2 separate regions of the Sus scrofa genome follow, and region 1 is linked to region 2. A link is a contact called in public HiChIP or PLAC-seq data. All regions are on one chromosome and are shown on one strand. Each heading gives the region's core, a stretch centred on a gene start, on an enhancer-like site or on the middle of the called end of the contact. The rest is flanking DNA. Distances are from core to core; before and after follow the strand shown.

Region 1 (4,809 bases), core at 862-3,361, 110 kb after region 2:
TATATGCGCTGTATAATATCACATATATAATTTCACATTTCCATGGAGTTTCTATCGTGGCTCAGCAGTTAACAACCCAACTAGCATCCATGAGGATGTGGTTCGATCCCCGGCCCCTGCTCAGTGGGTTAGGGATCCGGCATTACCATGAGCTGTAGTGTAGGTCGCAGATGTGGCTTGGATCCTGCATTGCTGTGGCTGTGGTGTAGGCCGGTGGCTGCAGCTCTAATTGGACCCCTAACCTGGGAACCTCCATATACCTTGGGTGTGGCCCTAGAATGATTTAAAAAAAAAAAAGATAATTTCACATTTCCAGAAAAATTTCAGGAGGAGTTCAAGTGATTCCTCTATGCTCATCAAAGTCAAATGCTCAGACCCCACACTGAGCCAGAGCTTCCAAGCATTTCTCAGAGACACAAAAGGAAGGTATGGGCTTGGAGCCAGCTCTCCAGTGCCTGCCCCAACCTCAGGCCCCCAGGTCGATGCTGCTTATAAGGCTGGCTCTTCCCTTCTGAAGGATCTGATTCTAGGAGGCTTGTCCAGTATGGGGAAGCTTCCAGCATCCCGGGCCGAGATGGTCACTCCTCACCATCTTGGTGTGTGAACGTCAGGCCAATCGCCATCCTGAGTGATGTCATCAGGAAACAGAAGGCACGAGGTGTAGGGACGCATGGCTGAGGGGCTGTGTTTTATCTAGGTCACCAAGAGGCGCCTGCACCTGCCAGACGGGGTGGCCCTGGGTCTGTTTGTGTAGAATCAGTGAAAGTGCAGTCCAGAGACCATGCCTCTTCAGAGAACCAAGTAATGCTTCAGGGAACCATTACTTTCTTAAGGGGAGCCCAGGATTTAGAAGCTGGAGCTAGATTATTGTAGCTTATTTCCTCCAAAGATGGTCCCGTGAGCATAGTTCTGTAAAACAACAAAGCAAAACAACTGTGATACCTTATTTTCTGACTTTTCTGGATTCTAGTTTTTAATTGTGGTTACACATACCTAAAATTTACCACTTTAGGGAGTTTCTAGTGTGCCTCAGCGGGTTAAGAACCTGACTCGTATCCATGAGGATATGGGTTTGATCCCTAACCTTCCTCAGTGGGTTAAGGATCCAGCATTGCCCCAAGCAGCGGCATATGTGGGCTCAGATCCAGCGTTGCTGTGGCTGTGGCATAGTGTGGCAAATGATGCTCTGATTTGACCCCACACTGGGAACTTCCACATGCTGCCAGTATGGCCCTAAAAAATAAATAAATAATACCGTTTTAGCCATTTTTAAGTTGCATGTCTGTTGCATTCAGCATATTCACATTGTTGTACCACCATGACCACCATCCATCTTTAGAATTTTTCATCTTCCCAAGCTGAAACTCTATACCCATTAACCACTAACTCCCAATTCCTTCCTCCCCCAGCCCCTGGCAACCACCCTTCCACCTTCTGTCTCTATGAACTTGACTCTATTCTAGGAACCTCATGTACGTAGAATCATATATTATGTCTCCTTTTGTAACTGGCTTATTTCCCTAGGTATAATGTCCTCAGAGTTCCTGTCAAGGCTTAGCAGAAAATGAATCTGACTCATATCCATGATGCCACAGGTTCAATCCCCGGCCTTGCTCATTGGGTCAAGGATCGGGCGTGGCCATGAGCTGTGGTGTAGGTCACAGATGCAGCTTGGATCCCCCGTTGCTGTGGCTGTGGTATAGGCCAGCAGCTAGTGCTCTGATTCGACCCCTAGCCTGGGAACTTCCATATGCCGCAGGTGTGGCCCTAAAAAGACACACACACACACACACAAATAATAATAAAATGTAATATCCTCAAGGTTCATCCATGATGGATCCTCTATCAGAATTTCCTTCCTTCTGGAGTTCCCTGGTGGCACAGAGGGCTAAGGATCCAACGTTGTCGCTGCTGTGGCCCTGGTTCAGTCCTTGGCCGGGGAACTTCTGAATGCTGTGGGCTCTGCCAACAACAACAACCAAAAAAAAAAAAAAAAAAAACCAAAAAAAGAATTTCCTTCCTTCTGAAGGCAGAATAATAGTCCATTGTGTGTATAAACTACATTTGTTTATCCACTTATAAACATTTGGGCTGCTTCCCCCTTTGAGCTGCGGTGAGTAATACAGCGATGAACGTGGGTTGGCTTCTGTTTTTAGAGTTTTTAGTTCTCTTGCCCTGAGTAAGAACATTAAACCTTCCCTGATTAGGAGCCACCAGGCACTTGAGCGTGTGTGTTGGGGTGTTGGGGGCAGGGGGTGCGTGTGCTCAGACCAGAGTCACTTTTCTCTGTCTTACCTTCGCAGTCACATTGTAAGCCTCTTTAGGGGCAGGGACAATGTCTTATACCTCTTTTGATGTCTCTTTTGCCCCGTGCCCTAAAGGTGGCAGGTCTTCAATAAGTATGAGTTGACTCGAGCTCTCACTCCGAGTTTGCTGTCTCCCACGCTGCACCCTGGCTTCTTTGGTGTCCATATATGGGCTTTCCTACCAAAAGCCTCTTCAACAGCTGTTCTTGTGTGTGCAGATGGGCAGCTCAATTAAATTAGTGAATTGAAATCTTAAAACAATTCGAGAGTTGAAAGAAAAAAAAAAAAAAAGAGTTCCCATCGTGGCTCAGTGGTGAACAAATCTGACTAGGAAACATGAGGTTACGGGTTCCATCCCTGGCCTTGTTCAGTGGGTTAAGGATCCAGCATTGCCATGAGCTGTGGTGTAGGTCACAGACTCAGCTCGAATTCTGAGTTGCTGTGGCTGTGGTGTAGGCTGGCAGTTGTAGCTCTGATTAGACTCCTAGCCTGGGAACCTCCATATGCTGCGGGTGCGGCCTAGAAAAGATGAAAAGAAAAGAAAGAAGGAAGGAAGGTAGAAAGGAAGGAAGGAAGAAAGGACGAAAGGAAAGAAGAAAAAAAGAAAGAGTTGATTAACATACACACACATTCAGCAGCCAGTTGCACAAGATGCTGGGTATACCAGATATACCAGCATGCAGCAGAATTCCTGTTGTCCTCAGGGCTCTCAGGCCCCTAGAACCTTGGTCCATGTCAGCAGAGGAGTTTGTTAAAATGCAGACTCTCAGGCCCTACCCCAGACCTAGGAATCAGGACCTGCCTGTTGACAGGAGCCACAGGGATGTATGCGCACATCCCCGTGTGGGAAATACTAGTCTGGTGAATATCATTCTGTTCCTTTTATTCATTTTTGTTTTTTGTCCTTTTTCTCTTTTTAGGGGCTTACCCACAGCATATGGAAGTTCCCAGGCTAGGGGTCAAACCCGAGCTGCAGCTGCCAACATACACCACAGCCACAACAATGCCAGATCTGAGCCACATCTGTGACTGGAACGCTGTGTCCCATTCTGGTCACTGAACTAAGTGGAGCTGCAAGAAAAGTCCGAGACACCTGTATATACCTGCTACCTAGACAGAGGAGGGAGGGATCAAGGCACCTGGCTGCCTCGGATGGAGCAGAGAGCCTCCGAGGCCTTGCTCTGAATTTACGGCAAAAAGAAAGACACTGGCTGGATTCCCCTGAAGCAGATTCAGAGACAGGCTGTGAATGCCAGCCGTCTGTTTGGGAGGTGATCACAGGAAGCTCAGGGAGGGGTGGAGAGGTGACACAGGGCTTCCTGGAGACTGTGTAGTGAGTGTCTGAGTTATCCCTCCAAGGTGGGGAGGGGGGAGCTGGGGTCTCTGTGCACGGAGCCCCCTCCTGCTGTGAGCTCATCCACCCACCAAGCATCCGCAGCCTTGGGCAGCGGCTTCCAAGTGCTGGCAGTAGAGCCTAAGGGAGCAGTGACCCCAGGTGGACAGGCAGGACACCATCTACACCTGTTCCGTGTGCCTTGTCTGAAACTTTGAGCCCGGGCTGCCTCGGCAGATGTCTGCACCAAAGCCCCAACTCCTGATGAGGAACAAAGCCTTTGCGATTTTGGTGAGTTTCATAGCCTCAATGATTCATGCCCTCTGCAATATTAATCACTTTCACAAGACCGAAAATGAGCAAACTTTACATTTTCTCAAAATCCAAATTCCCTTTTCAAAATCCCTCTGCTTTCTTCCTTCCCTAAATGAAATATGTGTGCTCTGAGGATGTTGGCATGCTCAACTTACAGAAAAGGGGATTTTAATGAATGATTTTAAAACTTTCATCGTAATTTGCAAGTTGTAAGATTCATGCCTCCTCTCCCTTTCCTTTCCCTTTGCCTCCTTACTCCTTATTCATTTCTCTTTTTTAAAAAAAATTAAAATAGAAATTCCAGGAGTGCCCTGGTGGCTCAGCAGGTTGAAGATCTGGCATTTTCACTGCTGTGGTGCCAGTTGGACCCCTGGCCTGGGAACTTCCGTATGCCACGGGCATGGCCAAAAGTACAGAATAGAAATAGAAGAGAATAGAAAATAGAATGGAATAGAATAAATAAAATCCAAATAAGACAATTACTATCCCAAGGGGCCAAGTCAGCATTTTCTTAAGTTTCTATAGAACACCGCTCCCTGGAAAGCGTCCTCAACAGGGTGTTAAGGTCAGGCGTCGGGGGCTGTAGCTTGGGTTGCTCCTCTGGCACAGGTTCGATTCCTGGCCCAGGAACATCCGAATGCTTTGAGTCCCCCCCACCCCCCCACCCCCACTGCCCCAAAACCCATTAAGATCAGACGGGCTGTGAAATCCCATGTACTCCATTCTTTTCTTGGAGCCCTGCATTCACACCAGCATGCTAAAGGGTTCTGAGGAATCCGGGTGACATTGTTTAGACACATATTTAGTTAGTTTCAGTGGATGTTTCCAGTGTTATTGGAGCAGGAACCCTTATTA
Region 2 (4,984 bases), core at 1,118-3,617:
ATGGTTCCTAGTCAGATTCGTTTCTGCTGAGCCGCAATGGGAACTCCTCTTCTAAAAATTTTTTAAATTTGATTTATTAATTTTTACAATATTTTTTTATTAAGGAATAGTTGGTGTAAAGTGTTGTGCCAATTTCTGCTGTATGGCAAAGTGACCCAGTCATACATATATATGGTTTTTTTCTCATACTATCTTCCAAAATGTTCTGGTTTTTTTCATGGAATCACAAGTCTCTGTGTGAAAGGGAAGGAGCACCAAGGGGATGTCTGCATAGGTCACTGTGGCGGATCATTGACCTAAATGGCATCACAGTGTCCTGGCTCTTCCAGAACCTTGCCCTGTCCTCTCAACCTGGGACGTCTGCTTTCCCTCCTCTTGCATCGGGCGGGACTCAGGGATGGGGACTGCCTTTGCAGAGAAGGTGGCAGAGGTGACACTGAGTGACCTCAAAGCAGAGATCAGCGAAGCAGATGAAGCTCCCTGCTGGCCCTCCTGCTCCGGGCCCTCCTGCCTGTGAGACCAGCTACCATGTGGTAAGGCAGCCCAGGCCCCCAGGAAGCCCCCCTTACTCCTGCCCCCCAAGGCACCACTGACATATAAGGGAGACTTGGTGAGAGGGGTGGCGGCTGCAGCCCCCCCAGCCTTGAAGCTGCTCCACTGGTGCCAGTGGAGTGCTGCCCGGACAGTGAACCGTTCCCTCTGAGTCCTGCCCCTTCCGCAGATGCAGGAGAGGATAAACACTGTCACTGATTTGAATGATCTTATTTAAACCCCCTGTGATGCCCTTTAAGGTGGATGTCGTTACACAAATTATAGGTTAGAGAATGGAAGTCAAGTCAGATGAAGTGACTCACCCAAGGCCATGTGATGATGAACTGGGATTTGAACCCAGGGCTCTCTGACACCAATCTTGTGAGATCCAGCTGTGCCCCAGTGCCTGTTCCTCCGGGACCAGGAGCTGGGGCCTTTGCTGCCCTGCAGACATAACTGCTCTCAGAGACGCAGGCCCATTGGGAGTAGGAGGACGAGAGAGCACAACTTTGGAGAACTAACTTTACGTGGTTTGTTGTGACTCAGTTTCCCTAACTAGAATCCTAGTTAAACCCTCCTGGTCCCGCCTTGAACATTCAGTTCCCAAGGGAAGCTGCCTGCCTTCCCCCCAGGAGCTGAGATCACGTGGTATCTGCTCACGTTACAGGAGATTCCTATCATGTAAAATAATAACCACGTTTCTAGGTCACCCGCAGAGTGACTTCAGGCTCTGGGAGCCCAGGGCCTCATTCTTTAGCACAGGCTCTAACCTCTGATAGACAATGAATAAATGCAAGTTAAAAAAATACCAAAGAGCTGAAAGTGTGGATTTTCTTGAGAAGGATGGTGGTAGGGTAAGGACGTGCAAAATTCCAGGTAGAGATACTGAAATCTTGTCTAGCTAAAAGTTTGTCTTCTGAGGTCAAGTTTTCTTTGTCACTTTCTTTGTCTTTTCCTGTTAGATAAAACATCTTTGGGTTTGACTTTGATAAATAAAGAAATTCCAACAAAATGCAACAACAAACTAAACAATAACAGGAAGAGGAGACACTCTTTCTCAGTGAATAGTTATTCAAGTGGAAACTATTTTCTGATGTGCGACATTGGAGAATTGACTTTGGTATGCATGTGGAAATGTGGAAATGTGACGTGTAACGTCTGCACTCAGCCTTTTCAGGCTTCGATGGGTGGCTTTGTGTCTTTCAACTTGAATTTAGTTGTCACTGCAGCTGCTTGAGCACTGGGAACAGTTCTTCACTCCACTTGAGCCTGTGCTTTGTAGGTGTAGGACTCCAGTAATAATGGGGGGGGGGGAGCAGCACGACCAGAATATGAGGAATTTTTTTAAAAAAGAAGTATAAATAAATGCATGCAAAATGTTAGGCAAGTTTGGAATTCCTGCTGTGGCTCAGTGGTGTCTTTGTAGTGCCAGGAGGCAGATTTGATCCCTGGCCAGGCACAGTGGCTGAAAGGATCTGGTGTGGCCACAGCTGTGGCATATGTCACAACTGTGGCTCACATCCGACCCCTGGCCCAGGAAAACTATATGTCGTGAGGTGGCCAAAAATGAAAAAAAAAAAATTAAGCAAGTTTAAATCTCTAATTGTCTTTTTTAGTGCCTGATCTATCAGTTAGCTGTTGCTGCCTAACAAACACACTCCCCCCTGCCCCCTGCAAGCTTAGTTAGTTCAAATAATAGCCATATATTTAGTGGATGATGCTGTGGGTTGGCAGTTTAGGCTGGGTCTAGCTGGGTTAGCTGGACTGACTGGCACATCTCCCATCAGCTGCCAGACTGGCCAGGAGCTGACTGGTGGGTGAAGCCTCAGCCAGGGTGACTCACCTTTGCTCTGCCCTCCTCCTCCAGCAGATGAATCAGGGCTCCAGGAGGGCACACGGGTATGGCTTCTTGAAGCTAGGGCGTGGGGATGACACAGGGCCACTTCTGCCACATTCTGTTGGCCAGAGCAAGTCACAGACCATTCTAGATCGGAGAGATGAGATGTAGACTCCAGGCCTTGGGGTAGGAGGTGCAAAGCCACCTTGCAAAGGACAGACACGCAGGAAGGGGATGAACTGTAGCCATCGCTCCAACCCACACACCCAGCAAGATGCAATACTGTGCTGAGGGTGTTGGCCACACTACAAGGGAGGCGGTGGAAAGGAAACCTTTGCGTGGTTTATAAATTATGAGCAAAACAGAACTGGATTGAGAGGGGAGAGGATGCCAGGAGAGGCTGAGATGGACACGGAAGAGAAGAGAAGAGCCCTGGGCGCCCCTCATTCTCCATCCGCTGTCTGGAAAGGCGGGGGGGGGGGGCGGGGGAGATTGAGACAAGGGGGGGAAGATGGAGGCAGCGCATGGGGTGGGTAGTTGATAGTGAAAAGGCTTTCTTTTCCTTTGCTGCTCTTTTCTCTTCCTCTGTCAGCTGGGGGGTGGCAGATGGGTCACAGGTAAAGAGTAAGCAGCCACCTACCTGTCAGAGTCAGGAGAAGGGGCCTGCGCTGAACCCCGGAAACCTGGACAGCATCACTACTTCCGCCTGCTTCCTGCCACTGAAGGCTCAAGGGCACATGGCTCGTCTGATGGGTTTGTTTCGTGGAGGGGCAGGGGTACAGCGGCAGTGGGGGTGGGGGAAGGGTCAGCTGGTCTGTCTCCTGCATCCCTTTTTTCATGGAATTTCAGGAAGACTTCAGCTTCCACTGCCCGCCCCCACTTCCCCCACCCTTCTGACACCACCACATTCATTGTTACATTTTTTTTGTCACAGTGGCCCTGGAAGGGTGGGTCTCACTTTTCAAATGGGGAAACTGAGAGCTTAGAGGCTCAGGAACGTGCCTGCATCTCACAGGTGGGCAGTGGCCAAGGCGGGGTTTGGAGCCTGGCTGTGTTTTAGGTCTCACAGTGCAGGGCCCAGAACACCGCTGTGCCAGCGTGGCCTGCGAGTCACAGAAAGGGTTGCTCATCCAGGTGTCACCAGGGAAATGAGTGTCGTCCCTCCCCTTCCTCTGCACCACGCGGATGGAGGTCGAAAGTCCAAGATCGGGGTGTGTTAGGAGGGCGGCTCCCCTGGGATCCACCAGTCAGTAGCAGCTACCTGGGCAGACCCCCACCCTGCCCTGGGTGGTGGGAGTTGGGAAACTTCCATCCCACTCAGGTGGCCTCTCTCCTCCCCTGGCGGAGTCTTGAGCGCCTGAGGCCAGGTGTGAGCACCCCCAGGAGTGCTCTGGCTGGGTCTGGGCAAGCCTGGTTCTCTGCCTGCAGACCCACATCCTCCGGCTCCTGCTGAGCCCATTCGAGATGGTCCTTGCTCAGGGCACTTCCTCCCAGAGTGGCTCGCATGCCTCAGCCACGCACCCAGAGGAGAGAGACCCCACTGGCCTCTCCCCCTGGACACCCCTCCTGTCTCTGGTTCTCAGCCCGGAGCCCCCGGGAGCAGAATGTCCCTAAGCAAATCCTGGAAGGTGCACGTCGATGGCTCTGCTCAGTGTTGAGTTCAAGGTTAGTGCTGCCATCAGCTGGCTGAGAGTTTTAGTGCTATCCCGAAGGTGGAATTTCCTTTTCTCTTCATTGTCTCTTCTTCCTCCTTGTTTGCCTCGGTCCTCGGTCCTCCTCATTCCATTCTTAGCAGTAGGTGGATGCCTATTGGAAACGTGATGGTGATGAGAAGCAAGGCTTGCTTGAAGATAGTGGTGTTCAGAGTTCCCGTTGTGGCTCAGTGGATTACCCGACACAGTGTCCGCGAGGATGCAGGTTCCATCCCTGGCCTGGCTCAGTGGGTTAAGGTTCTGGCGTTGCAGCAAGCTGTGGTGTAGGTCCTACAGATCTGACATTGCTGTGGCTGCGGTGTAGGTCATGGATGTGGCTCGGATTGGAACTCTAGCCCTGGAACTTCCTTATGCCACAGGTGTGACCCTAATAAAAGGGGGGGGGGAGAAGAGGGGAAAAAAGAAAATAGTGGTGTTTTGGAAGACTTGCCACAAGCTGGGTCCTGTTCTAGGCATGTTGCATGTTCTTTCCTCAAAACAGCCTTGAGGGACACTGTTTTTACCCCCATTCTAGAGATGAGGAAACTGAGGGACAGAGAGGTGAAGTCACCTGTGTGTCGTGGTGTCTGGCACGTGAAAGTGCTCGATGAACGTTAGCTGTTATTTGTGGAAAGGAGCCCTGTCTTTAAGTTGAGAATCCCAGTGCAAGTGTTTATGGAGCCGTGATGCTTAGAAACACGGCGAGGGAGTGTGGAGTGGACAGGGACCTGGGAGGCCATGCAGGGCAGGACTATGAGCAGGTGACCCCTGGGCGTAACTGGGCCTCAGTCCCTCTGGGGACCTATGACAGACTGTGTAGGATGTCTCCTGAGATTGTCCCACCAAGACACACGGAAGCTAGTGTATTTCTAGAAGAATTGTGGGGACCTTTTGAAGCCATTGTAAATGTCATGATTATATCCTG

The links. HiChIP or PLAC-seq counts read pairs in DNA pulled down with a chosen protein or histone mark.
Region 1: a contact with region 2 is called in an H3K27ac HiChIP or PLAC-seq map of alveolar macrophages. The contact joins two enhancer-like sites. A contact is called at or near these places in 1 of 5 promoter capture datasets (liver), 7 of 47 Hi-C or Micro-C datasets (embryonic fibroblasts, epiblast stem cells, fetal liver and 2 more) and 2 of 2 datasets of contacts at active chromatin or transcription factors (alveolar macrophages and skeletal muscle).

What each region holds. Positions count from the first base shown.
Region 1 is chr17:27,964,485-27,969,293 of Sscrofa11.1, forward strand. The region is part of intron 2 of RIN2 (ras and Rab interactor 2); the gene reads left to right. Among named protein-coding and RNA genes, the nearest start is that of RIN2, 26 kb to the left of the region's middle. Within about 2 kb of position 2,112, at least 13 of the 83 cell types and tissues checked have an H3K27ac peak or open chromatin away from gene starts, as enhancers often do. A contact at or near this core is called in alveolar macrophages, where this site is marked.
Region 2 is chr17:27,856,659-27,861,642 of Sscrofa11.1, forward strand. No RefSeq gene overlaps it. Among named protein-coding and RNA genes, the nearest start is that of RIN2, 82 kb to the right of the region's middle. Within about 2 kb of position 2,368, at least 13 of the 83 cell types and tissues checked have an H3K27ac peak or open chromatin away from gene starts, as enhancers often do. A contact at or near this core is called in alveolar macrophages, where this site is marked.